Linked DNA regions of Mus musculus: regions 2, 3, 4, 5, 6 and 7 are each linked to region 1. Evidence: chromatin contacts called from public promoter capture Hi-C data. All regions are on one chromosome and are shown on one strand. Each heading gives the region's core, a stretch centred on a gene start, on an enhancer-like site or on the middle of the called end of the contact. The rest is flanking DNA. Distances are from core to core; before and after follow the strand shown.

Evidence for each region. Promoter capture Hi-C pulls out the DNA fragments that hold promoters and counts their contacts.
Region 2: a promoter capture Hi-C map of liver shows a contact between it and region 1, with 4 times the contacts expected there. The contact joins the promoter of Zfp568 here to the promoter of Akt2 in region 1. A contact is called at or near these places in 3 of 39 promoter capture datasets (hippocampal neurons and liver).
Region 3: a promoter capture Hi-C map of liver shows a contact between it and region 1, with 2.9 times the contacts expected there. The contact joins the promoter of Gsk3a here to the promoter of Akt2 in region 1. A contact is called at or near these places in 5 of 39 promoter capture datasets (the C10 cell line, cranial neural crest, hippocampal neurons and 2 more).
Region 4: a promoter capture Hi-C map of liver shows a contact between it and region 1, with 6 times the contacts expected there. The contact joins the promoter of Zfp383 here to the promoter of Akt2 in region 1. A contact is called at or near these places in 2 of 39 promoter capture datasets (both in liver).
Region 5: a promoter capture Hi-C map of hippocampal neurons shows a contact between it and region 1, with 3 times the contacts expected there. The contact joins the promoter of Tmem145 here to the promoter of Akt2 in region 1. A contact is called at or near these places in 4 of 39 promoter capture datasets (cranial neural crest, hippocampal neurons, liver and 1 more) and 1 of 115 datasets of contacts at active chromatin or transcription factors (astrocytes).
Region 6: a contact with region 1 is called in a promoter capture Hi-C map of liver, with 4 times the contacts expected there. The contact joins the promoter of Zfp420 here to the promoter of Akt2 in region 1. A contact is called at or near these places in 1 of 39 promoter capture datasets (liver) and 1 of 115 datasets of contacts at active chromatin or transcription factors (astrocytes).
Region 7: a contact with region 1 is called in a promoter capture Hi-C map of liver, with 3 times the contacts expected there. The contact joins the promoter of Zfp790 here to the promoter of Akt2 in region 1. A contact is called at or near these places in 4 of 39 promoter capture datasets (hippocampal neurons, liver and neutrophils).

Annotation. Positions count from the first base shown.
Region 1 is chr7:27,589,858-27,593,008 of GRCm38.p6, forward strand. It overlaps Akt2 (thymoma viral proto-oncogene 2), which reads left to right and starts at 1,695. Exons shown (of 14, transcript NM_001110208.2): 1 at 1,695-2,022.
Region 2 is chr7:29,982,515-29,985,665 of GRCm38.p6, forward strand. Zfp568 (zinc finger protein 568) reads left to right here and starts at 1,441. Exons shown (of 10, transcript NM_001167872.1): 1 at 1,441-1,714; 2 at 2,746-2,812. It overlaps Gm31735 (a long non-coding RNA gene), which reads right to left and starts at 1,007. Exons shown (of 2, transcript XR_001778074.2): 1 at 919-1,007.
Region 3 is chr7:25,236,299-25,239,449 of GRCm38.p6, forward strand. It overlaps Gsk3a (glycogen synthase kinase 3 alpha), which reads right to left and starts at 1,553. Exons shown (of 11, transcript NM_001031667.1): 1 at 1,080-1,553. The coding sequence starts at 1,362.
Region 4 is chr7:29,907,103-29,910,253 of GRCm38.p6, forward strand. Zfp383 (zinc finger protein 383) reads left to right here and starts at 1,415. Exons shown (of 5, transcript NM_001243908.1): 1 at 1,415-1,549; 2 at 3,081-3,145. The coding sequence starts at 1,543.
Region 5 is chr7:25,304,386-25,307,536 of GRCm38.p6, forward strand. It overlaps Tmem145 (transmembrane protein 145), which reads left to right and starts at 1,723. Exons shown (of 15, transcript NM_183311.2): 1 at 1,723-1,898; 2 at 2,704-2,778; 3 at 2,893-2,970; 4 at 3,063-3,149. The coding sequence starts at 1,779.
Region 6 is chr7:29,858,377-29,861,527 of GRCm38.p6, forward strand. It overlaps Zfp420 (zinc finger protein 420), which reads left to right and starts at 1,603. Exons shown (of 4, transcript NM_172740.2): 1 at 1,603-1,717; 2 at 2,640-2,692.
Region 7 is chr7:29,814,582-29,817,732 of GRCm38.p6, forward strand. It overlaps Zfp790 (zinc finger protein 790), which reads left to right and starts at 1,491. Exons shown (of 5, transcript NM_146185.2): 1 at 1,491-1,708.

The sequences.
Region 1 (3,151 bases), core at 445-2,944:
CTAATAAAAAAGCCTCCAGCAAGCCGGGCGTGGTGGCGCACGCCTTTAATCCCAGCACTCTGGAGGCAGAGGCAGAGGCAGGCGGATTTCTGAGTTCGAGGCCAGCCTGGTCTACAGAGTGAGTTCCAGGACAGCCAGGGCTACATGGAGAAACCCTGTCTCGAGAAACCCTGTCTCGAAAAACCAAAAAAAAAAAAAAAAAAAAAAAAAAGCCTCCAGCTTTTGCAAGGACTTGAGTCTGGCTGGGAGCTCCCCATGGCGCTGACTACAGTGGTCAGAAGCTGTAGCTCCAGTCTGATGCTCTCCTCTCTGGCTCCTCACTTGCATCTACTCCATCCCCAATAATTAAGGGAAACCTTGAAATTTCAAGGTCTTACTATGAATCCCAATCTGGCATGGAATTCTTAGTCCTCTTGTTTCAGGGTCTGCAGAGGTGGGTTACAGCCGTGCAACCTATATACCTTTTTTTCTGTGAGCGATTTTCTGTGGTTTTAAGTCTTACATGGGCTCAAGTTACTCCATATGAGAAATTATAAGTCCCACATTTATTTAGATATATATCATGTGCAAGTGACATTAATATTTTGAAGTCACAGTTTAATAAGAACTGTTTTCGTAAGATAATCCAAGGTTATTTGTGTTTTGAAGATGTGGATTCTTGAGATGTGGATACAGAAGTCAGCCCATAGTTACAGAAGAGGATATTCTAATGTGGGGTTATGTGGCTCAAAGCTTGAGTGCAACATCTTTTTTTTTTTTTGAGACAAGGTCTAGCTGGCCTGCCCCAACATCCAGAATGATGCAGTAACAGACCTGTTGCCATACCCTGCTTTGTGCTTGATCTTAACTAACTTGTTTTGGGTCTCTATAAGTAAGCATCTAGGAGCCTGGCAGTGGCAGGCCAGGCCTTTAATCCTATTGCTCAGAAGGCAGAAGCAGGCAGATCTCTGAGTTCAAGACAGCTTGGTCTACAGGGCGAGTTTCAGGACAGCCAGGGCTATACACAGAAACCCTGTCTCGAAAAACCAAAAAAAAAAAAAAAGTCAGGCTGGTAAGATGGCTCAGCGGTTAAGAACACTAACTGCTCTTCCAGAGGTCCTGAGTTCAAGTCCCAGCAATCACATGGTGGCTCACTACCATCTATAAGGGGATCTGATGCCCTCTTCTGGCCTGCAGATCAGAGCACTCATACATTAAGTTAAAAAAAAAAAAAAAAAAAAAAAGAAAGAAAAAAAGAAAGTCTAGGACAGTGTTTCTCAGTCTACCTAATGTGACTCTTTAATACAGTTCCTCATGTGGTGATCCCCCAAACATAAAATTATTTTCGTTGTCACTTCATAACTAATTTTGCTATTCTTATGAATCATAATGTAAATATCTGAATTTTCCGATGATCTTAGGCAACCCCTGTGAGAGGTTCCCAAGTGAAGAACCGCTGGTCTAGGAACTAGGAAGGCAGGAAAGAGAAGAATAAAACAAGATCAAAGCATATGTAAATAAAGCCCTTTGATTGCCGGGAAGTAATCACTGGGCCTTCGGGGAAAGCCTACTTGTTGGTGTCCTACTGCGCATGTGTAATGCTACCCCCCCCTCCGCCCCCCCAGCTCAGAACGGGGCTCTTAAAAAAAATAAATAAATAAAAAGTTAACGTGACGGGTGCCTAAAGTACGCAGGCGCGCTGCCTTGAGCCTGCCTGCCTCCTAGTTCCTGCGCTTGCGGTCTGATGTTTTCTGAGGCCATTCCCTTGGTCTACTACGTCAGTTCCTGTTTGTGGCTGGAAAAGGCGGTATTTCCGGCCAGCGGGTGGGAGGGGGCTGTGAGTGGGGGCTGGGGGCTGGGGGGAGGGGGCGGGGGGGCCCGCGCTGCGCGAGCCGTTGGGCCTGACTCCGAGAAGGCGTCGCCGCCGCCAGCACTGCCGCCGTTGCTGCCGCCAGTTCATAAATAAGGAGCGGGAACGAGCTCAGCGTGGCGATGGGCGGGGGTAGAGCCCGGCCGGAGAGGCTGGGCGGCCGCCGGTGACAGGTGAGTACGCCAGCGCGTGTCCCCAAGCGCCCTCCCCTCCGCGATGGTCGCGTCCTGGCCCCCCGTGGGGCCTCGCTGGGCCGTACCACCCGTGCCCGCCTGGCGGGGACCACGGACCTGGAGGCTCCCCCCCTCTTCCGGAACGGAGTGGGGGCGCCTGCTGCGGGGCTGGGGGGGACAAACCCAGAGGGACGCGGGGCGGGTGCCGTGGTCCATACCACTGCGGCGGCGGGGGGAGCTCTCTCTGAGTGTGCGGGCTGGGGGCTGCCCTCGGGGACATCGGGGGAGACAGCTCCTTCTCTGTGGTGCCAGCCTGTCCAGCTTTTGAGGCGCTCACCGTGTCAAGTGCCGCTTGGGTGCTTTGGGAGCCGTTCCTATAGTGCACTTAGAGGGATGGGAGCTTCTGGAGAGGGGTCTGGGCCCAGGGTGGCCGTGTTGGGGCAGTCAGGGTAGTACCACCTAGACACGAGAGAGCAGTCTTTGTACTTAGAGGAGAACAGGGTCGGGTGGAGGGCTGTGATGTTTATCATCTTTGAGGCACAGGGTGCTGGGAGGCCCGAGTGAGTGTTAAGGGGCGTACTTTTAGGGGTGTGATACTGAGTGGGCGAGGAGCGCTTTTCTCTTCCTGTAATATGCAGGGGTGGGCGTTTACACTCAGCTCACCCTTTCTTGAACTTCTTTATGACTTTGGGGAAAACGGGATCGTTACTGGGCTGCTTTTTATCATGGGGTTGTCCACTCACCACTCCAGAACCCTCTCAGATTATTTCTCTTTAAGGTGTGTGGGACATCCTTTGGCAAGTTCTTTGCTTCCGGGGGTGGAGATGTGTTTTAGAAGTCACTGAAGTTTTCTGATCTCTAGTCTGGCTCCCTACTAGGAAAGGGAGGGGCTATCGGGCTTGGATAAGGAGAAGTGCCTCTGGACCTGCCTGTCACCTTTTGGGCGGAAGGTGTGTTTTAAGGGACAGCTCTCTAGAGCGAAGTGGGGGGGGGGCATCTTTATTCTCAGAATTTGGGGCCCCTGTTTCTCTCATTTGGAGAACTTTTGGCACCTGGTGACAGGCCTCCCCCTGCTAGAAAACCATAGGTTCAGGTCAGGCTGATTTTTAGCCTGTTTACTATTCCCTCC
Region 2 (3,151 bases), core at 191-2,690, 2.4 Mb after region 1:
CAGGCTGGCTTGAAACTCACAGAGATCCACCTGCTCTGTCTCCCACCAGTTAAACTTAAGCCGATTATTCTAGCTTGCAATCAGGCTTGGAACATGGCTACCTCTATGCCTCTCTCTGACTTAATAATAGGTATAGCTATTCTTTTCTCCAATGGAGACAATATAGGGATCTATTTTCAAATGACAAGTCGTCATTAAGCAAGTACTTCCAGAGGCATTCAGATGTTGGGGTCATGGGGTGTGCAAATAATGAGGAAAGGACCAAGAAAGTCGGAAATAAACCACAAGTAAACTTTATACCCTCCCCCCGTCCCGTTCCCTCCCCCCCCCCCCCCCCCCCGGGAAAACACTTCTAACTGGTTAGGGTCACAAGTCAGCTTCGACCTTTGACAAAGGGAGAGAGCAGTCTCCTTTCTCCTTTTGAAGCATAAAGGCAGGAGCAGAGGTTCAGGGAACAATAAAGAAGGAATTTGTAAATTGAGGGTTAGTTCTGGAGCCCAGGGTGTGGCAGGTAGGAGGATGTTCATTCAGGCTCAAGGCTATTCTAAGACAGAGGTCTTATCTCAGCCTTTAGGGAGCTCGCCCAGGCCTGGTGGTTTTACTGCAGCTTGAAAGAAAGTAAGGCTTGCGGGCATGCAGTAAGATGGGGGCGGCCGTCCAATACCTGGGATCACTCTGGGCTCGGCACAAAGGAAAGCCCGGCTCTTTGTGGTTTGTAGTGCATTCTTTGCCTCTTTTGGGTAACTGACCTGGCAATGGGTAAAACTGGGAGTAGACATAAAAAAATTGTGACCCTCCAGGTCTTTCTTGGCCAGGCCAGAGATCATTACCAGCCTTGTCCCCATTATCCATCCTGCGTAGAGAATGGAGATTAGGAGAGAACTGGCACCCTGACCAATTTGCGAATCTAAACCTCACCTCAGAGATTGTTCCCAGGAGCAGAGTTCTGAAGTCACAACCACTCGGGTGACAGGAGCCCCATGGTTACATGCAAGATGCCACATAGAGGTAGGCACAGTCTTACACTTAAGCCACAACTCCACAACGACCAGACATTTCATGTCCTCATAGAAAAGCTATCAGAATGTATTACAAACAACCACAAAAACTATTCCAGGGCACTGCGTCCGCCCAGTCGCAAGGCTCCTGCCGAGAGGCTGGACAGGCCACTAGCCTTTCTGGGAAATGTAGTCCACAAAGGGACAGCCACCTAGCGCCCCCAGCGCCTCCTCTGGTTGTTCCGGAAAAGACCGTCCCCGCAGCTGCTCACGTCCAGCGCTGCTTCGCCGGCGGCGTCACCGTCTCGCCGCGCTAATGGGCTCAGCCACCTCGGCGCCTTCGGCCATGACTCCTGTCCCTAGCACAGGAAACGCCAGCCGAGCTCTGACCGGAAGTTGGGTCGGGCCGCGGGTCCTTCTGGGAGCACCTGTGCTCTGGGACATAACGGGCGCGCGCTGCCGCCCGAGTGGAGGGGCTGGCCGTGCGTGGCCCGCATGCCGCGTCTCTGAGGTTGCGTCTCGGGAGGTTTTGGCTGGTGGCGCTGCGGGGACCTCTCCACGGGAGAGGCACGGGTGGTCCGGTTTGCGCCGGCCGTGGGCTTCGGGCTGGGCGCGGGCTCTCGGGGGGCTCGGAGTATCCCGGGTCACAGCTTTGCGGAGAGCTCCGGGCCAGAAGGCGGGACTCAAGCCTGTTCGGAGCTGCAACCAAAAACCTGGTAAGAGTTTGTGCTACTCTGGAGATTTGGAGGGGGTGTGGTTGTGCGAGAGCGAGTGTCCTGTCGTGGCCATGTTTGGTGGTAAGGGGTTGAGTAAGGGTGTGGTGAGTGTGGGGATGGCGTGGCGTGTGCAATTGTACCGCGGAGTTCTTAGGTGTGTAGCATTTGGCGTAACTCGTAACTACGGGGAAAAAAAATCTGTACTTTCTAATGATTTCCCCCTCCTCATTGCCGCCCTTTCAACACTTTCTTCTCTAACTTTTTTCAGTTTTTCTTTCTATTATTACCTAATGGCTTGCTTGGCTTATTTAATTTTTAAAAAAATCTTTTCTTTTCTCTCCTTTCCTTTTCCTTTTTCTTTTTTTCTTTTTCTTTTCTTTTCTTTTCTTTTCTTTTCTTTTCTCTTCTTTCTTTCTTTTACCTTTGTAGTGTTGAATTTAAATCTAACGCTTCAATCACACCAGGCAAAAACTGTACCAATGAGCTACATTCCCAGCCCTGAAGTTAGTTTAATAATGGCTGAAAAAAATTCCTAAGCTCAATAGCAAACCAACTGGGATTCCTTCAGTTCACGTTGTTAGCAGATTCATTGCATTTAGCTGATCCAGGCTGTATTTGGTTGAAATTCAGATCTGCTCTCTGTTTGTTGTTTTCTGGTGCTCAAGTTAAAAAGAACTGATTCCAAACATATTTTCTTTTCACGGTGGATTATGGGAGCACAGGGGAGATCATGCAAAGACTCTAAAAAACCTCTGCTTCAAATGTGTCCATATTTAGCCAAAGAAAAGTTGTGTGGGTAAGCTTGTAGTCTATTAAAATAACTATTTGCCACATTAAGAAATCTCTAGAAATACTTTTATACTGGGTGTTACCGTTTAGTGCAAGTGCTCTTTGATGATAGTGTGCTCTTGTTTGCACTCTCTTGTGTGCACTCTCTAGCTCTGCTCTCTAGCTTGCTCACTAGCTCTCTCTCTCTCAAATTACATTTGTCACAAATTTTATATTCCAAACCCTTTGTCTTTATGTTTCAGGTTTCTCATGAGCAACATATCAGCTGAGTGTTTTTTAAACTCATTTGTCTGGCCTGACTGTTAATAGGTGAGTTTAATTCTGCTGTATTATCATACTACTGAAAACACGTTTTTATTGTTTATATTTACCTTGTTTCGGTACCCCCCTCACTGGCTTGGTTTCTGTTCTTGTCTGTGTGTACTTAGCAAAACCTCAAACTTAAACAAGACATTTACATGCTTGTACACCAAACTAGCTAGCCATCTCTTTCTGTCATCCTTGAGTAATATATTACATTATGTTGCAATACTTTAAAAAAAATTTTTTTTTTGTTTTTTTCAAGACAGGGTTTCTCTGTGTAGGCTTGGCTATCCTGGAACTCACTTTGTAGAACAGGCTGGGCTCAAACTCAGGAATCCACCTTCC
Region 3 (3,151 bases), core at 303-2,802, 2.4 Mb before region 1:
CCTCACTTGGGGATAAGGACTGGAGGGTTGGGGGTCTGTTACTCTTACCAACTACTCTACATTGTTATGGGCACTGGTCTGGCCTCTGTGTGCTCCAGAGTAGTACCTAGCCTGAGAATGGAGCTGCTCAACTCCACAACTGCTGAAGGCATATCCCAGCCTGATGCCTTTGAAGGAAAGCTTTGGTTTCCAATTCCCTGTCTCTGAGTAGCAGCAAGCCTAGTTGCCACTCTTAGGGACCCACTCCCTTTAGGAAACTTACCAACAAAGGCAATTTGCAAGGGGGACAGTGAGGGATATTTTGAAAAATACTACCACATGGCTATTTATTTTTTCAGAGCCAGTACCAGCCACTTCAAAACCATATTTTATAAGAGGTGTGACCTGTGCCCCCCCACTCCATTTTTGCTAAAGAACCCTGCTCCCTCACCTTGTTTTAAAAGAAAACTGACAATGAGCTTTCTTAGAAGCCTGTGTTTATTCCCAAGCTATTCTTATCTATAAACAATAGTGATTATTTACTGCCATCATCGAGGACTGACTACAAGTCTAAACGTTTTCAGTGGGTTAGGTGATAATGTCAGGCCGTATGGTTTAAACCTGGCCCTTTTCTGTGGAAACATTAATAATTCTGAATCGGTGTTTCTAAAGGATATCCTATCCAAATCACCAATTTTGATGGGAAGGAAACGAATAGCCCCCTTTTCATACAGGATAGTGACAGAAATCATATTCTTGTCTCTTAGGGGACAACAATCCTAGATCAAATTGGCAAGTAACTATGACCTCTGATCCTAGTCTCCTGTGGATGGCAACGTCGTCAAGTACTCGAGACCTTGATAACTGGAAGAATAGGACCTGTGACCTCTGTTTCTTGGGTGTTGGTAATTCTGAATCTAAACTCCAAGTGATGGTAAACCCTCAAACTCCTTTATCTCGGAGACAGAAAGCTCCGATCCTGGCTTAAAGCAGCACGGTGACCTCGAGCTTCTCTCTGGGTACATGAAAGAATCTGGTTGCCGTTTGATGCGCTTGGGAAACCCAGATCACCACCCCACAGGGCGCCCCTAAGTACTCACGGCCCAGCTTCACTCCCGGCGGCGGGAAGCTAGTGCCCGCGCCGGGGCCACCGCTGCCTCCTCCGCCGCTGCCGCTGGGGCCACCCCCGGAGCTCGAGGCTCCCACGCCCCCACCCATAGCCCCGACTGACGCTTTCCCGCCGCCAGTGCCTCCTGGGCCAGAGGCCGAGCCCCCGGGGCCGCCGCCACCACCTCCGCCTCCGCCTCCTGGCTCCGCGAACGAGCTGGTCCGCGCCCGGCCCGAGCCCCCAGGGCCGCCTCCCGAAGGCCCGCCGCCGCTCATGGCGCCGAGCGCAGGCCCAGGCCGCGGGGCTCGGGCTGCCTGGGCTGCCCCCGCCGCTGCCTCTGCCGCCGCCTCCCCTGGGCTCCGGCCTCTTCCAGGCCGCGCCGTTCGGGCTCCGGCTCCGGCCCAGCGCCCGCCGCGGGGCACGCCGGGAGATGAAGTCCCTCTGCCGTCGGCTTCGTTGTCACCACCCTCGACCCGCACAGCACTCTGGGAAATGGAGTTCTCAAACCCTCAGAGTAGCTGACTGCTGGGGGCGGGGTGTGACGGCTCGCGCTGCACACCGGGAAATAGAGTCCTGGCTAATGTCACCCGACTCTGCCAAAAGCTAACTTGGAAGCACTTTGAAAAACACAGTCAGAGCCACACACTCACTACACAGAGGAAAAAGCAAGTCCCTTAGAGTATCTCAGAAACGAAATCTTAGCCACTCCAATACTGAGCAGCATCCAAGAATGATGCACGCCGGGAAATGGAGTCCAGCCACCCACCCAATCTGTGGGCCATCGGTGACTTCCTGCACCGCGTGCATTCTGGGAAATCGAGTCCGCACCCGTGAATACTTAGTACTCTGGCTGTGAAGCACACTGGGAAATGGAGTCATCACCACGCCCTCACCGCATTGCAGGTGTAGAATGGTTGATAAAGCACTATAGGAAATGAAGTCTCAGATGCTCCTCAAACCTTAAGTAGATACTGTAACTGGAAGGAACTGATAGGAAGTAGAATAGGCATCGCGCTCTCTCAGGCCAGCTAGCAGCGTCGCAGTTCCTTCCGGGAAATGTAGTCGACACCAAGAGTTATGCGCGTCGCTTCAATGAGCCTGGTGTCTTCTGGGAAATGAAGTTCAATATTGCCTCACCATTGACGAGGCTGATGAGAGCTACCAGCAACCAGAAGCATGCTGGGAATAATCCACAGTAGACTCTGACTCTTCGTGAAGCTAGGCTCTGGGGCTTCGTGGGAGCTGTAGTCCAAAGGGAGTACTGTGGCTGAGAGTGTAGGTGAAAGGTTAAGGACAATTGTTCCCAAGGGAGACTATAATGTGTTACAATGTCTTCTCTGATCCCTAGGTCTAAGACCTAAACCGATAAGTGAGTGCTAGAAAAAGTAGTCCCAAGCAACCACATATAGAGAAGAGAATAACGTCTCCTTACATTCTCAACGGATTTAGTACAGTAAACAGTCCCGACTATGCCTCAGAACATTTGTTTTCCGATAGTCTACCTTTTTCCCTAGCAATATGGTTAGGACCAAGAAGATGAGCTGCAGGATTTAAAAAAAGAGAGAATTTCTGTCCTGAACCCCCAATTTTTTGCGTCTATCCTCTTCCTAGATTACAGGATTCTAGATAATCTGAATGAAGGGAGCCGACTACACGAAGGAGTTTCAGCTTTCTTGAGTATGTCGAGTCTCCTGTTAATCAATTAATACCCGGGAAAAGTCGCACCAAAGTAGGAAACTGGGGGCTGGGGGGGGGGCGCAGAGACAGAGGTCAAAATGCTGTCAGCTCTCGTGCCTCAGAAACGGAGTCTGTGCTCTACTTTACTCGCAGCCTGTGTTCGTCCTAATTGTTGGGGCTTTTCTGAAGCCTACAGTACTGTCTGCTCAGTCATTTCCCTATTGCAATTCTCAGTGGACACGGAATGGAGACAGAAGGTACTGCTAGCGCTTCTAAAGACTACGTTATCCAGAAGGCAACGCACGGGTACTTCCGCCCTCTTCGCAAAGCCTGCAGACGCTTCACGCTCGACTGTAGAGGGAGTTTCTGGAGTAACACAGTCGCATG
Region 4 (3,151 bases), core at 165-2,664, 2.3 Mb after region 1:
TACAAGCTGAAATAGGGCCGGGCGTGCTGGTGCACGCCTTTAATCCCAACACTCGGGAGGCAGAGACAGGTGGATTTCTGAGTTCGAGGCCAGCCTGGTCTACAAAGTGAGTTCTAGGACACCCAGGGCTATAAAGAGAAACCCTGTCTCAAAAAACCAAACCAAACAAACAAACAATGCTTGCTTATACTGCTCTGCCTAGGACCGGAGTTCTGTTCCCAGCTCACAAATCTGTCTGTAACCCTAGGTGATGTAACATCCCTTTCTGACCTTTACAGGCAAATACAGGAAAAACAAGCCAGCGATGGTGGCACACTCCTTTAATCCCAGCACTAGGGAGGTAGAGGCAGGCAGAGATTTCTGAGTTCGAGGCCAGCCTGGTCCACAGAGTGAGTTCCAGGACAGCCAAGGGCTACACTCTGTCTCAAAAGACAGAGAGAGAGCGAGAAGAATTGTAAACAAACGCTTCTATTTCCTTTATTAAAATCAACTAATTTAGAGATTACTGTAACAACCACAAACGTGTGACTAGATATACAAACTCATACACATAACTCATAAAATAGAATATTGTGCAGCTAAGAAAGGAAATATTTATATAGAAATGAGTCCCATAAACACCAAAGTAAAACGGTGTACCCAGTGTATGATGAAGCTTGCCTTTGGTCCAAGCATTTGTGAGACAGAGACAGACTGATCTACGTGAGTTTAGTGCAAACCAAGTCTGCATAGTGACTTGCAAGTCCGCCTAGAGTGAGACCCAGACTCAAAATAAATAAAAATTCGAAGAGAATTTTTTTCACTACGTTATAACAGAACCCTATACCTATTCGGGAACAACCACTCGTTTACAATTCTTCCTAAATCTGATAGATTTTAATAACTAATATTCATTCTTTTTTTTTATATGCCACCTAAATGGATCATATAAATCCTATGCTGAGCCTCGCCAACAGAAAAGGGTAAAACGGAGAATCTGTCGTCATCCTGAAAATTCCTACAGTGAGTTACAAGGCCCAGAAATGTCCAGACTCAGGGTGTGGTATCTCAGAAATCATTTCAACAACTTTGTTCCAGGAGACCAGTGCCACGCAGTTCCTTTTTTAGACTACATTTCCCAGAAATACACGCGACTCTACACAACTTCCGGTGCAAACCTACTCCAAAAACATACAGTGATTCTCTGAGATTGGCCCCCTATCATGGAAGGGGCTCAATGCATTGTAAGAGTTTCTGTCCGAGTTTGTATATCTGTCTAGGAATTTCACGCACAAAATTGAAAATGCGGAACGAGCTCCTCGGCCTGCCTCAGGCCGTGCTCTGGCGGGAAATCCGAGAATGGATGCCATCTTCCCCGCCAGTTCCAATCGCGGACTACATTTCCCAGAAGCGTTCGCGAGTGCTAGGCAGCCCCTTCTTTTGCCTGCGGGACCCTCGTCGTCCGGGGACGGGAAAGTGTACGGCGAGCGGCCTATAGGCCCTTGTTAAGGCTCCAAAGCTGCGGCCCTGGGGTCTGAAGGGAAATACCAGTCAGTATCTGAGATGTCAGGTCAGTGGGAGCTGGTCTAGCAGGATGAGCAGCAGTGAGGCTTTGGCTCTGTTTAAGTGTGACCTTAAGTGACTCTAGGACGCAGTGAGTGCGTGGCTGTGATTTTTAGGATTCTTTGGTGGGTGTGTCAATGACCTGTGAACATGCGCAGAGCTGTGTGTGTACGTATGCACGTTTTCTTTATTATATGTGATTAATAACTTTGTGGCAGTGTGTGTGATTGTGTCCCAATGTGTTTGGACCTATTGTGTGTAACGGTATAGCACCTGTGTATGAGGGATATATCAGATAGCCAGTAATTATGCTTCCAAGAGTGTTAATCAGAGGGGGACTGTCTGTATGTTTGTATACTATGTGTATTGGGTACCTGTGACTGTGAGGATGTTTGAGTGTGATTATGTAACTTTATGTGATACCATGAGCATGGTTGGATGTAGCTGATCTTTGTTACTTTGTGGGTTCCTTTATTCACCGACCCTTTATACCCCCCCCCCCCCCCCACACACACACACACAACACCACCCTCCTGCTAGATAGGAGCGAAAGAAAAATAGATGGGGGAGAGAGAGAAAAAGAGAGAGAGATCCTTGACTCTAATTTGTTTCTTCTTTGATCATGACTGCTAACAAACCTTACCATACTCCCTGAACAACCACCAATCCAATCCTGCTTGTCTGGACCCTAGCATTTATGTATCCTCTGAAAAGTCCTCAAAATTTCAAATGCCACACAGTTGCAGAAACTATCTGCCACTGGCAAACCCATACCTATGCTAGAGCACAGGTAAATGAGCTGCTTTGAGGTAGCCCCATATTCCCACACGCACCCCACACGCACCTGGAATTAAAGCAGAGACATACTCTCAGAATATTTCTGTGGGTTTTTTTTTCAATTTTTTTTTATTATTCCTGTGGTTTTTAATGAAACCAAAATTCCAGAATTCTCACTACAATTGGAAGATGGCATGTAATTGTCAAGCTGACAGTATGTGTGTCTTAGGGGCTGTTATGTTCTGTTGAATGTGTATTGTGTATTGATTGTGTAAAATTTCATGAGGGCAACTGGAAGTGATTATAACTGTTGTGTGACTCCGCCGTGAGTCTCCTGTTGTGCCCGTTTGTAGCACTGTGGTTTTATGTGGTGTTGTATTTAAGGGTTCTATAAATGTGGTTGTGATTTCATCCTCAGGATGGATGTGTGACTGTGACTATCCAACCATACATTGTTGTGCTGTCATTTGGGTAGGGTGTGCTTGTGAGGATATATGTGGTTCCATGGTGGGTGACTGACAGCAGCTGTGGGTTTGTAGATTTGGTGTGCCTCTGACTGCCCAAGTGACTCCAATTTTCTGTCCTAAGAGACCCCCAGTGAGATAAGAACAGATTCCAGTATTGGACAACATAGGCTACATTCCTTCTCTGACTCTAGACATTATCATGAGAACCTAGACTTCTCCCTGGGTGACAGGTATGGATCCAGGGTGGCCTTTTATTAAAAGACTTAGGACTTCATGACTCATTTTTTCCCCCAGCTCCACTCCTCCAGAGGTACCCAGTGGAGAAAAGAGGAATGGCGGTGGACCACGCCAAAAATAAGGTACAC
Region 5 (3,151 bases), core at 473-2,972, 2.3 Mb before region 1:
ACAGGAGAGGGTACATGTCTCTCAGTGTTTGTTTGGGGTTGTGGAGACAGGAGGATTCAGAGTTTATAGTTATCCTCTGAGCCAGCCGGAACTATGAGCCCAATAAAACCCAACAAAACAAAGTGTAACAACTCTCTACTCCCCCAACCCCCATAGAGTAAAATTTTTCATCATCCCTCTTGGTAACAACTGGTCACATGGTAAAAAGTTTACACTCAGAGTTTTCCATGCATTTATTTTTTTCTTCTCAGTTTGTATGTTTTAATTTGTTTAGAATTTTTCTTCCGTTTTTTTAATTTTCTTTCTTTCTTTCTTTCTTTTTTTTTTTTTTTTTTTTTTTTTTTGAGACAGTCTCCCTATGGTATAGACCAGACTGGCTTGGAATTTGGAGCAATCCACCAGTCTGTTTCCCAAGTACTGGGGTTAATTGCATGTACCATGTCTTACTCCAGGAATTTCATTTATTTGCTATTTTGGGAATGTGATTCAGGACCTTACACATAAGCTAGGCAAACATATTACCACTGAGCTACATCTCCAGCCAGAAAGCTTTTTGTTCATACTTTCCTTTTCCTTCTCTTTTCTTTTTTCTTTTTCTTTCTTTTTTCTTTCTTTCTTTCTTTCTTTCTTTCTTTCTTTCTTTCTTTCTTTCTTTCTTTCTTTTTTTTTTTTAAGACAGAGTTTCTCTGTGCAGCCCTGGCTGTCCTGGAACTCACTCTGTAGACCAGGCTGGCCTCAAACTCAGAAATCCGCCTGCCTCTGCCTCACATGTGCTGGGATTAAAGGCGTGCGCCACCACTGCCTGGCTTTTTTTTTTTTCCCCCATTTTTAAAACAGATTCTCACTTATGTGGTCCTGACTGTTCTGGAATTTAATGCAGAGACCAGTCTGGCCTTGAATTCACAAAGAATTGCCTGTCCCCCTACCCCGCAGATGTGTCTAGCCAGAAAGCTTTTGAAATGGCATTTTGAGCAGCAGTGAATGAATTTTCTGCAGTGGAGGGTGAAGGATAAAGCTAGGAATATTTGTTGGAGTCTGATGCTGGAAGACCTTCCCAGGACTCTCAGTTGCCCTATGGGAAATGACAGAATTAATAGCAGCATGGGTGGGGGTGGGGGGCATCAAACTACACTAAGGGATAAGAGGCCCAGTGATTTGTCCTAGGTCTTCTGGTAGGGACATGACAAAGCCAGCCCTGGCAGCTAGAGCACTGGCTCCTCCATATCTCACCTTTGTCTCAAGCAGCTGGGGTTCACACCCTAGGGGTGGGGCAGGCAGTCAGGAGTGATTGTTTTGTTAGAAGGTTTTACTGTGTGTGTGTATGTGTGTGTCCCAGAACAATGTCTCATCTTCTGTGTGTCTATGGGCACAAGGTTTGCCAAATCTAGAGAATGGGTAATAATAGAATAATTTGGGGTCAAAACTGGGGATCAGTGGTCAGGACAGAGCTCGGTTTTCTCGGTTAAATCCTGGAGTCTGCAGTCCAAAGAAGACCCTTGCTTGCGGGAATGTGAGTTCAGTTTAGGACACACGCATCCTGAGGTTTCTTTGAGACGCCTGTAGAAGAGGATCACAGCTGGGGTGAGGTGACAAGAGAATGTTCTCTCTCAGGTGGGAAGAGTAGGAGACAGTTTAGTCCATCCCGGAGGAGGGGGCGGAGACCGCTGCGTCCAGCGGCCCCTTTAATCGGGGGCGCGCGCTGGCCAGCCCGCGCGCTCTCGCCTCCGTCACCGGGCCGGAGCGGGAGCCGGAGCCGAGCCGAGGCCAGAGCGGGAGGAATGGAGCCCTCCCGCGCGCCCGTGCTGCGCCGCCTGCTGCCGCCGCTACTGCTCTTGCTGCTGCCACTGTACCCCCGCACCCGGGCCAAGTACGTGCGGGGCAACCTCAGCTCCAAAGAGGTGAGCACACCGAGCCATCTCCTAGCGTTCCCTGGCCCGCGGGACCCAAGAGGGGATGATGCCGCCCCGCCCCCTGCGCCCCTCCCGGGCCGGGGCGTGAGGAATGGGGGCCCGGACCAGGGAGAAGGCTGTGGGTTGGGGGTTGCATGGTGGCTGTCGAGGCCAGCCTGGGTGGGGAGGGTCGGTAGGCAGAGTCAGAGTTACGGGGAACAGAGCTGCACCATGGTGGTGCTGAAGGGACAGCACCCCTCACTCCACCAAGTGGAGGTTGCCTGGCCTGCTCAGGACCAGCAAGGAAGGTTTGGGAGATTGCCCAGGATGTCATGATGGCATGGTTTGTGGGACCACCTTGGGGCTGCTCTCTCTCTCTCTCTCTCTCTCTCTCTCTCTCTCTCTCTCTCTCTCTCTCTCTCTCTCTCTCTCTCTCTCTCTCTCTCTCTCAGCATGTGTGTGCATGTGTGTGTGTAACTGGGGGAATGCAGCTGAGAAAGAGTCCAGGACAGATGGTGGTGGGGATGTGCACCTGGCCATCCCTGGTCTTTTTCAGTGTGTCTGGAAGATGGGGAGGAGGAGGACGGGGGTGGGGGGGAAAGAAACTTGAGGGACATCTGAGGGAGAAAACCAGGGCAGCAGAAAATCGGACACACAGCAAAAGGATCTGGAAAGAATTCTGGAGGTGACTTAGCTGCTTTGTGGTGTTTGGGAAGCTAAGTGGCTTTGGGTAGAGAAGAAAAGTTGAGGGTCTGTGGGTAGGGTCAAGCTGAGTTCTTGAAGGACTCAGATCTCACTGGATTCTTTTTGCCAGGATTGGGTGTTCCTGACAAGATTTTGTTTCCTTTCGGATTATGGACGACTGGACTTCCGATTCCGATACCCCGAGGTGAGTCTCCCTAGCCACTCTCCTTAGCTGAGGCTGGACACTCCCTTGGCCCTCCTTGGCAAAAGCTCTCCAACTGCTATAAACACCCCAACCGCCAAATCTCTGGGTCTTCAGGCTAAGTGCTGTCAGAACATCCTCCTCTACTTTGACGACCCATCCCAGTGGCCAGCGGTGTACAAGGCAAGGGACAAGGTGAGAGCTGTGAAGAGTGGGTATGTGAGGGGTGTCCAGGGACAGAAGGCCACAGCCATTCAGAGGGTGACCATGCCTCTGCCTTGCCCTAGGACTGTTTGGCCAAGGAGTCGGTGATCAGGCCAGAGAACAACCAGGTCATCAATCTCACCACTCAGTACGCCTGGTCGGGCTGTCAGGT
Region 6 (3,151 bases), core at 353-2,852, 2.3 Mb after region 1:
TTGTGACATGGATAGTTTTCTGGAAACTGTCTTATGGTTGTGCTGAAGCAGACATGTGGGAAGTTGTTTTGCTGAGAACAGACACGTGGTGTTTTTCTGGAAGCTACTTGGAAAGAAGGCATGTGATGTTTTGTTAGCAGATGCTTGAGAGAACATGTGATGTTTGAAAAGGGTATAAGTATAACCCAACAGACATAGGTGTTGGGTGACAGTGGGTCATCTTGCTATTCTTTGCTAGTCACCGTTTGTTGTGATTTCGTAGAGAGAAACACACCAAAGAACTTCCGGTGGCATTCCAGTGGCTTCTTGCTGCTTCTGTGGACTCTGGCCAATTTGGAAGAGCCTTGAGGTTTCTTCTGGATGGACGCAAGCCACTGCTATGGCTGATTCGTGAATATTGCTTACAAGTGAGTCGAGCTACCACTGCTGATTCCTGTGAATTGAACTGCCTGCTGCTATCCTGACAACAAAGACTGGGATTGCCCCAAAGAACTATTTCTAAACAGCCCACATCCTCCTCTGCCCTATTAACCTTTCCTTTCCACTGCCTCTGGTGGGTGGTAGGCTAGAAGGGAGGTTAAAGCATTTAAGCACACTTAAGTTGGTTTTGAAAAATACAAGCTTACTGGAAAAAAAAATATATATATATATATGAATGAGAGAGACAGAGTCTTTCTGTGTAACCCTGAGTATCCTAGACTTTGTTCTATAGACCAGACTGGCCTCAAATTCAGAGATTCACCTAACTCTGCCTCTGGGAGGAAAAAATACTTTTGTTTTTTCAAGACAGAGTTTCTCTGTATTGCCCTGGCTCTCCTAGAACTTGCTCTGTAGACCAGACTGGCCTTGAATTTAGAGATCTGCTGGCCTCTGCCTCCCAAGTGTTAGGATCAAAGGAGTGTGTCAGCCCTGCCTGGCTGAAAAAAAGAAAAAAACACTTTTAATTAGAGGCTTGCAGACAGTTTCAGAGGGTGAGTCTGTGGTCAACATGGTAGGAAATATGGCATCAGGCAGGCTCTGCCCTAGAGCAAGTAGGTGAGAACTCACATCTGATTCTAAGGCCTCACTTGGGCTTGAACCCTCAAAGCCCACCTACAGAGGTACACCCCTGCAACAAGGCCACATCTCCTAACTGAGAACCAACATCCAAATATATGAGCCTGTGGGGGCCATTCTCCTTCAAACCAATGAAGTGGAAACTTAAGGGTTCTTTGAAAGTCGTTTGGAAGTGGATACAGGTGAAAGATAACACAGATCATCATGAGCAACTAGTCAATTATTCCAGAAATATGTAGTGACCCTTCACAAACAAACTACAGTGGCTGAATCTCTGTTGAGCAACCCCACATGTGGTATAAAATCTCATTACCACAGGTATAAATCACCTCACAAATATTGCGATTGGGGGGAGAGAGGGAGGAAAGAGGAGCGGTTTGGAAGGAGAGAGGGGGAAGGGAGGGGAGAGGTGGAAGGGAAAGAGGGAGGGGTGAGAGAGAAGGTGGAGGGGAGGGAGGGGGGGGCAGGCATTGGCCCCAGCCATTGGACTACATTTCCCAGAGCCACCGGGAGCAGAACGCCGTTTCCGTTTCCTGGCGAGAGTTCGGGGTACTTGCGTCACGAGAGGGTTGTGTCTGGAGGATCTCCTAAGCATCCCATAGAGCAGGCTGCCTGTAGTGGAGCCCGGCGCAGGAGGCGGGACCCTGAGCTTCCCTCGGAGGTGAGCGTGCTGAGGAACGTCTGGAGGACGTGTCTGTGGCATTAGGTGGCGGTGTCTCCCGTGTATACGCCACAAGCCTGTGCTTTTGGAGCCTGTTGCGACCCTTGGTTTGTGGTTGGCGTGCTGTGTGTGAATGAGTTGTGACACACAAGGGTGTGTGTGATTGTTGCTTATCTCACTAGAGATGTTTCTGGGACTGATGGTGTCGGCCCACGTGTATGGTGGAGAAACGGTGCTGTTATAGCGAGGTATTTAGATGTTTATGTCACTCTGAGGTTGTTGATGTACCTGGTATCCTGTGCATAACTGGCTTGCCTCGGAAGACATGTGTGATAGTGTCACTGAGATTACGATTGCTTGTTTCCGTCGCCTGTGACTTTTATAGTGTTCTCCCATTTGGGTGACTGTGTGAGTGCGTGTGTATGAATGTATGCGTGTGTGTTTATGTGTGTACGTGTGTGTATGTGTGTGACTGTAGGATGCTGTGTGCTGTACTCATGATTGTAAAGAAAGTAGAAGTTCACCCTTGTAAAAGAATGTCGCTGACAGTATTTGTCCCTGACAGAATGTTTGGTTATTGTACATGCTTGGGTCCTATATACGAGTTAGTGCTCCAACGGTGTAGCTCTGACAGTGTAAATTGTGACACTAGCAATGTGACTGTGGAAATTTTCTTGTTTCTACCTGTGATCCTTCCCTGATGTGGTAGGGTACAACGGTGAAATTTTGTTGGAATTCATGGGGGGTCCCCACCATGAATCTACCAAAGGATCCTGAGTTGCTTGTGACTTTGTCTCTCCCCAATTACTCCCAGAATGTAAAGACTTAACCCCTCTGTGGGGACGGAGGAAGAGGTTGTCTCTAATTCAGAGTATATGGCAAGAACAACATAGCATCTCATTTAACTTTTTTATTCTCAAAGTACAACACAGAAGAGGAAAAATGGCCATTGTCCATCTAGAAGGGAAGTTTGAGGTAAGCAGATATTTGTCTCCTCAACAGCCTTTATCATGTCAGAAAACGATCTTTGTTTTACTTTATTGTTGTTTTTGTGACTGTCTCCTACCCAAGTCTTCTCTTATAATGGAGGAACAAGGCAATTTATTTATTCCTATTTACTTATTTTTGAGGCAGGTCTCTGCCTGGTTTGAACCTCTTTATGTAGTACACACTGGCCTTGAAATCATAAAGACCCATCGTCCTCTTCCTTCCAAGTTCTGGGTTAAAGGCATGCATTAACTCAATGGCATTTGATGTTTATATTTTGAGAGTAATGAAAATGTGTAATTTGTAATAGATGTTTTCCAATACTGGATACATTTATAAAGAATGGATTTGATGCTCAAATTAAAAGAAAGAGCATTCTTGTACTATTTATGTAACTTTTGGGAGAATTTAGCTTTTGTTTCAGTTTTTTGTTTTGGTTTTGGTTTG
Region 7 (3,151 bases), core at 241-2,740, 2.2 Mb after region 1:
GGCTCAACATGTAGAAGAGTCTACCAGCCCATGGAATTGTCCTTTGTGTTGTGAAAGAAAAGAAATCAGGTAAATGGAGGATGATAAAGGACTTAAGAGCAGTTAATACGGTACAATGAAGCAAAGATCAGCAAAGACTTGAAACCAGCAAAGCAATGCAAAGCTAGCTATACACTAGTCACTGTGGGTTGACTCCTATTTATACTCTCTCCAAATATCACATGGGTCTGCATCACCTGACATTTCCTTAAACTTCCACTTCAGGGTACACTACAGGAATGCAGTCACAGGATGGGCCAGAATTTTCAACAGGAGGAAAACAAGCCACATCTTGACAAAAGTAAAGGGATGTCAGGAAATCATAAGCTACAGGACAGAACTCGGGAATTAAAAAAAAAAAAAAGTGTGACACACACTAGGCTCTTGTAGATGCATATTCAACCATTTCAGAGATCATTTTGGCCCAACAGCCATAGCACCTATCAAGAAATCAGAGAAGCCTAGGGGCTTCCTATGCAATGGAAACACCAGACAAAAGTAGGGTGACTGTAGATAAGGACAGAGTCTACCCCCAGGATGTGACACAAGTCCCCTTGGCTGGAGTCACAAAGGTACAAAGTTGCCTCACCTATAGTGACTCTCCAATTAATCCCACACCACGGGGACACAAAAGCTATGGGTGCCTCAAACGAAAATACAATCCACCCCACACGGAAGCCTTAACAGGGAGAGCCAATCACAGTCACTGTTGCCCCCACCCTCACCTTACCTCTACCGAAATTAGAAAAGGTCCACTGGGAAGCAGTCACACCTCAGTCGGTCACCTCACACGCTCCCAAAGTTAGGCAAATGCTCACAAACACAAAAGCCCAGGGACCTCACACTCGAGGGACCTCACACTGGTAAAAAAAAAAAAAAAGCATGGCACAAAACGGTCACACAGACTCCAGCCACACACACAATGGATGCGATCATACTCACCAATCAAGGAATCCTCTCTGCCTCCATATCCCCTAGACTACCACCCAGACACATGATAACAATTCTACACAGCTCCGGATCTCCCGGAGTCAGCTTCATTGCACTGCACAGGATGGTGCATCCAAACCCTTGGCACCAAAGGCGTCTCATTATCCCTAAAGTTCTCCCCAAACCTGTCAGGAGTACCCTGCCCACTCCTTAAAAAAGGCTCCCAGGAGAGGGAAATACAACGCCTGGAAATGTCAGGGGCTGAAAGCTGTGGCCTGAACAACAGATACAAAGTGTTCGGCTATTCGTCGGAATCGTGAGGAAATCCCAGCGGTGAAAGACTTCATAGACCTAGATCAGGCTCCTCGACCCAGCACTATCTCAGCACTGCGAGTTTCCAGGGAACCGAGGTATTCTGGGAAATGTAGTTCAAGGCCGTGCTGGTGACCGGAGGCGCATGGCTCGAGTAGGCTGAGTCATCCAATCCCCAGGCGGAAATCTGTCTAAGGAGGCTGTTCCGAATTCGACTTCCTGCTGGAAGTTGGGGCCACAGACCGGAATGTAGGACCCCAGCGCTAAGACCAACCCAGCATTGGCAGTCTGACCAAGAGGAAGCCTCGTCCTGTAGGTGCAAGAGTACGCAATGACAGCCCTGAGCGTGTGTGAGAGAAAGCATAGGGAGGTTAGATTGCATGCGCGGCTGGATCTGGGAGGAGTTGGACGGCAGAGAAACTGCGAGGTAAGGAAAATGAGCGTGAGCAAGAGTTGGGCTCGAGCTGTGGCGCTTTGTGAGTGGAGCGAGCTGTTGTGGGGAGGAGACATTGTATGCGGATCGAATGGTTCTTGGGGATTGGGTCTCGACTGGATGGATCCCTGTACAGGAGTGGCTGAGATTATAGAGATAGCGGAAGCTTCCTAAATCTCATTTTCTTTTCAAATTACGATTAGTAAGTGCGGTCTTCTGGAGTGTCTGTGGGAGGGAAAATGTATAGCTGATAATAACTAATTAGCATTGTTATTTTTCTGTAAGTTAATTGTGCGGCGTAGGCAATCTACAGGCAATATAGCCGACTTTTTATTTTTAACACAGTGTTTTGTCAGTCGGGGTGGTTTTTTTTTGGGGGGGGGCGTTATTAACGCTCAGGGTACCCCAAGCAGACATCGTCCCTTCTCTAGAGAGTTCCTGAGGAGACACAGGTAAGGTTTGATTTTGAGGCTGGCTTGCAATTCTCTTTATAACCAAGGTTGACCTGAACTCCAGATCCTCTTGTCAAGTGGTTTCTGTTGGTTTGTTGTTTAGACAGGATCTTGCTGTTTAGCCCTGGTCACCCTTCAGAGGCCGTCCTCCTGACTTTCAAGGTCTGGGATAACAGGTGTGAACTACCATGCCCTGCTCCAGAAGGTGATAAACGGAAGTTTATTACAGAGAGCAGCATCACCATGATTAAAACAAGCTGCACACAGTACTTAAGAGCCAGTGGGACACAGCCATAGAGGTGTGTGTCCATATCAGCCAGAGTCAGTGGACACAGCCACAGCGGTGTGTGTTCATATCAGCCAGAGTCAGTGGACACAGCCGCAGCGGTGTGTGTCCATATCAGCCAGAGTCAGTGGACACAGCCGCAGCGGTGTGTGTCCATATCAGCCAGAGTCAGTGGACACAGCCACAGCGGTTTGTGTCCAGATCAGCCAGAGTCAGTGGACACAGCCGCAGCGGTGTGTGTCTATATCAGCCAGAGTCAGTGGACACGGCCACAGCGGTGTGTGTCCATAGCATCCAGAGTCAGTGGACACAGCCGCAACGGTGTGTGTCCAGATCAGCCAGATTTAGAAGGTAAATGTCATCTCATTTCTTTATCTGAATTAAATAGAAACCTCAGTACCATAAGCCTGCCCCATTCCCTTTCTGTTTTTGAGACAGGGCCTCTCTATGTAGCCCTGACTAGCCTAGGACTTACTATTTAAATACATACTCATAGTGAACTCAAAGATTCATCTGCCAATGCTGATATTTCAGTTGTGGGCCACCATGCCTGGCATGCATGTATATATGTACACATATATGTATACATATATATGTATCTATATGTGTGTATATACACACACACACACACACACATATGGTAGCATCATTAAAGACCAAGCACAGTTGTCAAGTGGTAGTTTTTGTTTTTGAGATAGG